Regions from separate parts of the Mus musculus genome. Here regions 1 and 3 are each linked to region 2. A link is a contact called in public Hi-C data. All regions are on one chromosome and are shown on one strand. Each heading gives the region's core, a stretch centred on a gene start, on an enhancer-like site or on the middle of the called end of the contact. The rest is flanking DNA. Distances are from core to core; before and after follow the strand shown.

Evidence for each region. Hi-C and Micro-C count contacts between places; a contact is called where the count stands out from the background.
Region 1: a Hi-C map of CD8 T cells shows a contact between it and region 2, with 2.3 times the contacts expected there. The contact joins two enhancer-like sites. A contact is called at or near these places in 2 of 15 datasets of contacts at CTCF or cohesin (large pre-B cells and pro-B cells), 10 of 484 Hi-C or Micro-C datasets (B cells, CD4 T cells, CD8 T cells and 6 more), 4 of 115 datasets of contacts at active chromatin or transcription factors (the 230-238 cell line, bone marrow-derived dendritic cells, fibro-adipogenic progenitors and 1 more) and 3 of 9 other capture datasets (adipose tissue, liver and pancreatic islet).
Region 3: a contact with region 2 is called in a Hi-C map of double positive thymocytes, with 3 times the contacts expected there. The contact joins two enhancer-like sites. A contact is called at or near these places in 4 of 15 datasets of contacts at CTCF or cohesin (the NIH/3T3 cell line, embryonic stem cells, large pre-B cells and 1 more), 29 of 484 Hi-C or Micro-C datasets (B cells, the Ba/F3 cell line, the CH12 cell line and 15 more), 3 of 115 datasets of contacts at active chromatin or transcription factors (T-cell acute lymphoblastic leukemia, large pre-B cells and stem cell-derived neural progenitor cells) and 2 of 9 other capture datasets (adipose tissue and liver).

What each region holds. Positions count from the first base shown.
Region 1 is chr4:111,815,610-111,818,737 of GRCm38.p6, forward strand. The region is part of intron 11 of Spata6 (spermatogenesis associated 6); the gene reads left to right. Among named protein-coding and RNA genes, the nearest start is that of Slc5a9, 86 kb to the right of the region's middle. Within about 2 kb of position 1,657, at least 25 of the 459 cell types and tissues checked have an H3K27ac peak or open chromatin away from gene starts, as enhancers often do. A contact at or near this core is called in pro-B cells, where this site is marked.
Region 2 is chr4:111,685,740-111,688,587 of GRCm38.p6, forward strand. No RefSeq gene overlaps it. Among named protein-coding and RNA genes, the nearest start is that of Spata6, 33 kb to the right of the region's middle. Within about 2 kb of position 1,507, at least 67 of the 459 cell types and tissues checked have an H3K27ac peak or open chromatin away from gene starts, as enhancers often do. A contact at or near this core is called in the CH12 cell line, T-cell acute lymphoblastic leukemia, double positive thymocytes and 1 more, where this site is marked.
Region 3 is chr4:111,879,329-111,882,518 of GRCm38.p6, forward strand. Slc5a9 (solute carrier family 5 (sodium/glucose cotransporter), member 9) reads right to left here. Exons shown (of 15, transcript NM_145551.4): 14 at 884-1,067. Among named protein-coding and RNA genes, the nearest start is that of Slc5a9, 22 kb to the right of the region's middle. Within about 2 kb of position 1,328, at least 23 of the 459 cell types and tissues checked have an H3K27ac peak or open chromatin away from gene starts, as enhancers often do. A contact at or near this core is called in the CH12 cell line, T-cell acute lymphoblastic leukemia and double positive thymocytes, where this site is marked.

The DNA.
Region 1 (3,128 bases), core at 407-2,906, 130 kb after region 2:
TAATTCGTTTTCTTATACATGCTGCCAGACTTCCTCTTTAGAGACATCACATTGTCTCTAAAATAATGTCCTGTCTCTTTTAATGCTCTCTCACCTCAAGGAGTGATCATGGTGTCCAGGGTTGTCCTCTCCCCTATTAGAGCTCAACTGTTTTTTCATCCTCCACTTTCCGACAATTTTGATTGTTTATATTTTTCAGAGTATGTTCTATAAGATCCTTAAACAGTCTCCTTTATAATCCTCATGTAGGGTGTTGAGTGTAAATATTAATTTAACAACTGATTTTTATTTAAGTGTCTTCTCCGGTCATTTTATTTGCCTGAAGTGTTTTAATAGGTTGCTATAGGTGGACTCATTGGACCAGTGTTTGTGAATTTTGGTATTTTATCTGTAGCTTTTATGTCATTAGTTTAGGTGCATATAAAATTCCTAGGTTACTATTCGCTAAAGATATTTTGACCTCCTTGTAATTTTTTTATAGCAGGTATTCAAAGGGAAGAGAGAGGGGGGAGTGTTTGAAGCTTATTAATCACATTCAGACATTGTACTATTTCTTTATTGAGGGCTGTTTTATGGTTTCATTATATATTTTAAATTTTTATGAACATGTTTATAATTCTTTGTCATTTTTTCTGTTTCCTGGCCTTTGAGTTCTTTCTCAGGAACTTCTGTGACAATATGTTGGGTCTAATTTTCACAGATGCTGCTTAGTTTTTGCCAACTTAACAAAAAATGTAGACTTATCTGGGAAGGGGGAATCTCAACAGAGGCATTGCCGCCATCAGATTGGCCTGGTCATGTCTGTGAGGCATTTTCTTGATGGTTGATGTAGGAAGGCCCAGCCAAATGTGGGCATGTGAGCTCCTCCCTCGGCTTCCATCAATGATAGACCATAACGTGGACACCAAATAAACACTTTCTTCCCCAAGTTGTTTTTAGTCAGTGTTTTATCACAGCAAAAAAAGAAGCAAACTGGACACAAAGTGATACCAGAGAATGGGATTTTGCTGGAATGGATATGACCATGTGGTGCTTTTGCCTTGGAATGTTCTGTGGGAGGGAGGTAGAGGAGGATTTTGAAGAGTTGGACTCAAAAATCCAGTTAGTGCTCCAAGCACAGTGAGCTGTTCCGGCAACGTGGAAGATAATGCAGAGGGAACTGAAGGCCGGCTTGGTGATCTTTAAGAGAATCTTTGGGGCTTTTCATGAGATATTTTTGACCATGAATCTGAGGAACTAAAAATCTTTGTTCCACTGGGACAATTGATGCTACTTAGCTTGGGCTAACAAAAAAAAAAAAAATCAGTTGTGACTAATTAATAAGGGAACAGTATCACTGATGTCAAATTTCTAGGAAGTTTTCCCCAGAATTCAGCACACAGAACTTGTGGTCCGGAGCAGCTTTAGGCTGCATCTCAGGCTGACAGCTGAACATGGCATGTAATTTGTAAAAGTCTCAGACCTGCTACTGGTTTTGAAGGCATGAAGGGATCTGGGATTGCAGCTGAGGCTTGACACCCTTGGCAGGGTCAGGGTCCCTGCGGAGAGGCCATCAGGCCCTCAGTGAAGATGCAGCACAGCTACAGTGCAGACCTCGGGATTGGAAGGATGCTGTCTAGCTTTTTGTTTGCTGTCTTTTCCTCTCTCACCAACTCATGGTCTTTCTTTGTGAAATTATTTCTTCCTAAGCGTTTTACTGTTTCACACATACTAGGTAAGCACTCTACCACTTATATTTTTATCAATACTTTTCTGAAGTTTCAGAGACAAAATATAATTTAGTGTAATTTTTAAAATAATTTTATTCCCCCCAAATATACAGTACAGTTTCTGATATATCTTGGCTTTCTTTCTCTTCCATTTGCATAGAATTTTAAATTTTCTTTCCTCCTATTTCTCTGTTTAATTTGGATTCTGTTCCCAGGTGTTATTTTACTGTGTGGTTTTATGAAGAAAGGAAACTTTGCCTGTTAGTTTTGAGAGTTAATAGATCCCAGGTGGCTCTAGTTCCTGTGGAATTTCCTGTGACTCTGCGCTCACCGCTGGAGGAGTTGGAAACATCTGCCTTTGGTGGCTACCCACAAGCTGATGCACTGAGCTTCTGAGACGTTTGAAGTCACCAGGTGGATGCCACCTGGTTCTCCCCTGCCTTTTTCTTCACAACATGTCGACACCAGCCTCCTTTGTTAGTTTAGGTGCTATACTAACAGGCTGTTTTGTCACATCATTTCATTGTATGTGTTTCCTATGGAGTTTTAGTACTATTATTTGGGTAGTTTAACTTTTTACCTCCTTCATATGTATTATACCTCTTTGTGCAATAGAATGAATATTAACAAAATGTACGGTGTGTGAAACAGCATCCAGGTCAGTCACAACATGATTGGTACCCCCAGTTACTCTGGGTAATGCCTTAGGGCCCTTTCCACCAGACACCAAAGTATTCTAATATATGACAGTATCTAGATGAGTTTGATATGGCTTTGAACTTTCAACATTACAAAATTTTATGATTTCATGTCTAGTTTCTTTAGCTGATCACTGTGTGTGTAACATGAATATCTTCACTTTTCTTTTTTTTCACAGATTCAGCAAATTATGTTCCCCAAGCAAATTCTTGGGATCTAGATATGTTCATTCATTTACATGCTATCTAAGGGCATAATAGCAGTATTAAGAATTGATCTTTTACAAAGGATACCTCAGTCAGTCAGCTGTATTTGTAATTTGAGGCTAATGCTTAATATACTGCTATACACAGTGTTTTGATGTACACACACTTGATTGAAATGTAACTAAGAAGACGTTGTTGAGGGACAAAGAATTTGGATAGTCATGTGTTTAATACAATGTGTATGTTTATGTTTCTATACAATGTATCTGCATATGTATAAATACACACAACTTTATATATGGAGAAATGAGAAAAAAAAGCAGAGGAGAGGAGAGTGGGAAGGAGAGATCTTGGGAATGAGATGAACTTTACATGAATCTCATTTATGTTTTACATACATCTAAATATACCTAACACCTAAAGATGATTGTATAGAAGAATCTAAGTACTTTTAAAATCTTGACTTCTACTTTGATTTGACCCATTTTATGAGGACAGTGTGGAATTTTCTGTT
Region 2 (2,848 bases), core at 257-2,756:
GCCAGTTCTTGCCAGCTGCAAGAATGCCCTAGTACAACTTCATTTAACTCTGCTCCCCTGTGAGGAAATGTGGAGGCCATAAGTCATCAGTGTAAGGGGAGGCAGCCCTGAGAGGGGCACACAGCTATGGGAATCAGAAAGCAGTGGTGATATTTTCTTGATACACCCTAATTCCAGGTAGACCATTATTCACATGTCCTGGTTTGAGTTGAACTTTTAGGTGTTCTCATGTGATACTCTGCATCCGAAGAAAAAGAAGCCCAGGTAGGTATCCTAAGACACATGTCTCCAAGAGCAATGACCAAATGTTCTCTTCTTCTGATGTTCTGAACAGCCCACCCCTTCATTCTTGCTGCCTGCCAGGTGCAGATCAACTAGGAACCCTTTGCCCCAGTTGTGTGTTGGGCAGGCTGCAAAGCTTGTTTATTAGTGAAATGCATCTGATCAGAGAGGCCTGCCTGACAAGTTCATTACATATCAATTTAATTAGCTGATTTACATTTAATTTACATTTCAATTAATGTCTTTAGCAACAAAATGCTGCCTTAATAGGGTAATTGCCTGTTAGGCAATATGTAAAAGAATAAATAGTCGCATTCTGAGGAAGAATTCCTATTTTCAATTTTTTATTACCATAAATAACTGAAATAATTATTGCTCTTAAGGGCCACGTCCTCTTTTCCTTCTGGGCCTAATTATAAAGACTTAGTACCTCATTAAGCAAAATGGTTTTGGAGTCACAGAAAAACATTACTCTGATCGTGACTCATTAGTTTCAACAAAAGAGGGGGAAACTGTGATGGTAGGCACATTTGGGGGGAGTGGGGCTCATGTCCTTCCTGAACCATCCCAAAGTGACTGCACAGGTGTGCTTGCACCTCCTGGGGTGTTGGTTGGAGGGCGATTCACAACAGTCTGCTCCAAGTATTTCTAAAGACAAGAGACTCAGGACCTCTTGAGGCAGATGGTACAAACTGCTAGGTTTTTGTTTTTTGTTTCTTCCTTGCATAACATAAACTCTGTCCCTCTCCTTAAGACAGTTGTGGCCAATTCCTACTAGAAAAGAAGTTTTCCAGAGGTATAATAATAGCATTGTCCTAAGAGAAGCCAGCTGGCAGCTATGCTTGAGTGTGACACAGGGCTAGAAGAGATCTGACACCTTCAGAAGGAAGGTCAAATTATCTAAAAGTGGGAAGATTGAAGCGGTCTTGGAAATTCAACAGGAAAGCTGGCAAACCCGGGGGATACACTAAGGGAAGTGCAGGGTAAATTTGGCTGTGTGGTCCAACAGGGTCAAAGGACAAATGAGGCTGGCCTTGAGAGTTCGCTCGGTGTCTTCCAGGAAGCTGAATTCCCGAACACATGTGAGAAAGTAAATACTGAAAATGTATGAGCCTTGGAGCGGGAGCTATTTAGGCTCCTGCTGTCCTCCCCAAGTCTCGGCAAATCTCACTAGTCTCTCCTCAGCACAGTTTCAAACCTCCCCTTTCTTTTGAGTTCTGCAGTGGTGCTGTCCACAGCTCAGCACAGTGCCACCGCGTGGAATCAAGATGCAACAGCAGGAGAGATACACCGATGTCCTTTTGGATTTCATTTAGTTAATCAAATCAATGTAATGCCGACTCAAAAAAGGGAAAAAGAAAAAGAAAAAGAAAAGAAAGAAGAAAAAGAAAAACAAAGAAAAAAGAAAGAAAGGAAGGAAGAAAAAGAAGAAAGAAGGAAGACAGTGGGCTGCCAGGAAGTTGCTGCAATGAGGAGTAAGAGAAAGATGACTTTGTTATTTAACTAAAAAACGGGAATATGTTTTTCCTGTAATATTTTGGCAGCATTCGCATCAATAAGCCTCAGCATCTAGCTCTCTTCCAGTTCAGAACCAGCTAGTCCATGGCAGCGCTTAGTAAAGAAAGGAACACGTAGTCCACATTCCTTCTTCCTAAATGTTATTTCTAAGATTCCTTTTCACATTTCCCCACCACCACCCTGAGGATGAGGTTTTCAGATCCACAAACACCTTTCCCATTGCCTCTGGAAGCTATCAGGCGCCACAATCTGAAAGAGGGAAAGCAGCAGGATGGCAGCAGTCTCTGTCCCCAGCAGGGGGCGCTCAAAACTTATGCTCTGGCTACCACGTTTCTCCTCTAAGCTCTGCCCTGGAAAAGCAGGAACTCAGCTCTCACAGACCCAACCTTTTTACTACGAAGGCATTTTGAACACTCTCTTCTACATGAAAGTCACATAAAATATATACATACTTGCATAATCAACTTTCAAAAACATATACAATATTCTAACACACTGGAGAAACAAACTAATTGTAACATGCAAGAGAATAACATGCATATCTGCATCTAAATCACATGATAGGATGGCATAAAAAGCCACAACGAAAAATCTGTAGTCTCAGCTGAGGCAGGAGGATCTCTTGAGGCAGTATTTCTTGTCCAGCCTATGCATCTATGCACACATGTAGGAACACACACAGACACAGTGGCAGAAGTTAAACAGACTTAATAAAGTAGCATAAACTTCGATCTCTTCCTCTGATTTTCAAATTGGGAGCTGCAGATGCTACTGACTCCACCAGAAATGTTGAGTGGGTGATTCACACGCGACCACAGCTGTCAGTGCTAAACTTTCTAAACTGCAGAGCAACTCTTGATAGAATTCTGAGCAAGACAATTTCTCAGTTTTGATATTGGGAAGACATCTTAAAACACGTCTTCTCTTGATTTAGAAGGAAGTAGTATTGCTGGAAAATGGTTTGATGCATCATGGAGAGAAGACTGTGGTGTGTGTGTGTGTGTGTGTGTGTGTGTGTGTGTGTGTATGTATGTATGTGTATGTGAGT
Region 3 (3,190 bases), core at 78-2,577, 190 kb after region 2:
TTTGCTTGGTGTCTGGTTTAACTTCCTGCAGTTACAGAAAGGTCGGTACTGCAGAGGCAGCTACAACACCTAGGCTTTCTGAAGTCTGAGGTAGTTTTGCCTAAATTTATGTAAAGCAGCTGGTGAGAGAATCTCAGCTCCATCTAGGCAGTGAGACTCTATCTAACTAGGGCTGAAAATAAACACAGCACTTACCTTTTATTAAATTGCTACCTCATAAGGGAAAGATAATTGACTTTGGACTTGTAACTGATGTGACTTTTGAAATTTAAAATTTTTCCTTGGGAATATTATAACTGAAAAAAAATCTCAATAATGATGCCATTCTATCATCGTGATGCCTTAATATTATTATTGAATCTCACTACAGGAAAGTTATGACCTCATTATATTGTCAACTGGCACATTGTGGCTTTGATTTAATTAATGTACTATCCTAACACATTTAACAACCTCTGAGAAGGTATAAGTAGCTCAAAGAACCTGGCAGAAAAGTAGCCATCTTTCTGCAACATCCCTATGACAACAACACAAGTCTATGGGCATGTTCTACACTTTTCCCACAAGGGGAAACTATGCTGCCTTCCACATGGAGTAAACTCAATAGGTATAATGCTGTTCAGCTTCCTGCCCATAGGTTTCTTCTGTAAGGCTGTTGGTTAGACCCTCTGGAGAACGTGTAGCCACCTCATGAGTTAACAAGTCAGTTTTTAGACTTTCATATGTCTTAACTGGCTTAATAGTAACATGGCAAAGTGAAAGGGTAATTTTGATTGGATTTTCTCAGAGTTCTCTATCCCCAGTAACCATGAAATTGGGGGATTATGTTTGTCCTCAAGCTCCTTTATGCCCCATTATGCTGCCCAAGATCCACTCAACCTACCTCCTGGTTGTTCAGGCCCCTGAGTGGTGTTTGCTTCTTCCTCATCTCCTGCAGGGCCCTCTACCACTGGCCTCCCTGCCAGTCCTGGAGAGTTGTCATCCTCTGTGTTGTTCACACTCACAGAGGTTTTCTTCTGCAGGTCAGATACGGCACAGTTCCTTGTCCACCAGGTCAGGCGAGCAAGCTAGAAAAAAAGAAGAAACAGTATTTGGAGTCAGAGGACAGTCCTGCTGTGGAGAAGGAAGTCTCATTTGTGGGAGCAACAGAGAAATAGTAAATAGGCTGAGGAACAAGGGGAGGCTGGGAAAGCCACGTTGCTTTCCCTTTTCTTCAAATATGAGTCTTTCTTGAGTAGCCACTTTCTGTCAGGCCTACATTAGGTGCTAGAATTGATATCTGAGTCAGGATTTCCCCAGTAGCTTGGAGCTCAGCCTGGGAGAAAACAATCCTAGACAGGAAGCAGGTGCCTGATCACCCGTGAGAAGCTTTGAAAGGCTGGGGGAGGAGCTGATTAGTGGCAAGAACAAACTTGAAAGCCAGCAAGAGCTATTGCAGCCTTTAGAAAGAGAAGGATCTGTAAGCTAGGTTTTTCAAGGTTCTTTCAAATTGAATTGAAATGGTCCAGATTGGGAGTGTATAAAAAGTGAAAACAAGAAATATTGAAAGAAATAGTAAGTGCTCTAGAAAACAGGTAGGAGGGGAAGGCCTCTGCATTTATATATGCATTGATTCTCTTTGCAGTGCCTGGAGTCAGACCTAGGACTTACCCAGGCAAATATTTATTTAGGCAAATACTCAACTATCCATCTCAAACATCCATCCCAGGAGGTGGCAGCCTTCGGAGATGTTAGGAGAGTAAAACTCATAGGATATGGTGACTTATGGAAGGATCAAGTGAAGAGGAGAGACTACCATGGTTCTTGTTTTCTGCTCAGCTAATGACATGGGGAACTGAAGCCCCTCCAAGGGAGAAAAGATACAAGAGTGGGTTTGGGACTTTGGGAGAGGAGAGGAGAGGAGAGGAGAGGAGAGGAGAGGAGAGGAGAGGAGAGGAGAGGAGAGGGAAAATGGGCACACAAATATGATGGTGGGCTTGAAGTGTCTGTAATGTTTCTGAGACCTTCAGTAAGGAAAACCAAGCCTTATGTCTCGTGGATGGTTCTGGTAACTTTCAACTCTTTTTTTTTTTTTTTCTTTTCTCTTCTTTTCTCTTCTTTTCTTTTCTTTTCTTTTCTTTTCTTTTCTTTTCTTTTCTTTCTTTCTTCCTTCCTTCCTCTCTCTCTCTCTCTCTCTCTCTCTCTCTCTCTCTCTCTCTCTCTCTCTCTCTCTCTCTCTCTTTTGGTGGTCCAGAAGACTAAAACGCAGCTTCCCTAGTTGATATCAGTGGTGTTAGACTAGATCATGATTGTGCCTCTGAGGGTCTTCTTCAATAAAACTCTTCCACTGACCCAGCAGTCTTGTCACATGCAGAGCCAGGTGTCACCTGCCTGCTTCTGCAGACCTACTTTGCGACATCTGTATCAGACCCAAGTGTGCCTCTGTCTGAGATTGTAAGTACTGAGAGATTTGTCTGTTTCTACACAATGAATATATGAACTTCATGTTCACCCCGTGTGTCACTAATATCATATAGGTAATGCATCTTCATGTTACCTGAGGCAGTTAGATTTTCAGTTTCAGTCTTGAGAGTGAATAGAGAAGAGACAAAATTGAGCATTATAAGCAGTGTTAAATTGGTAGCCCAGGGACATTCTGGGACAGTGGTTCTCAAGCGTTCTAATGCTGCTACCCTTTAATGTGTTGTGGTGACCCCTCCATAAAATTATTTTATTGCTACATCAAAACTGTAATTTTGGGACTGTCATGAATGGTTATGTAAATATCTGATATGTGGGATATCTGACACATGACCCCTAAACGGGTTGTGATCAGCAGGTTGAGAATAGCTGCTCTAGGGTAACACGCCTCAGAGGTGTTTCTAAGGTAAAAGAATAGCCCATGAAAAGGACAGAGATTAGAACAATGAAACAAAAGTCAGGAGCAAAAATATACCAGATGTCAGTAGAGAAGAGGCCTTCACAGTCCAGAGTGTGGTCAGTGATGTCTAGCTCTCCTCAGAACTGACATAAGATACTGACAAGAATTAACCATTCACTTTAGCCACAAGAAAATGAGTAGCTTCAAGGAGAACAACTTGAGTGGTGTTCTGGGTACAACAGCAGGCTGAGAGAAAACTGAGAGAAACAGAGAGAAACAGAGGATGGAAATGAGGAGGACTGTTCTTTATTCAGGTTGTCTGTAGAGAGA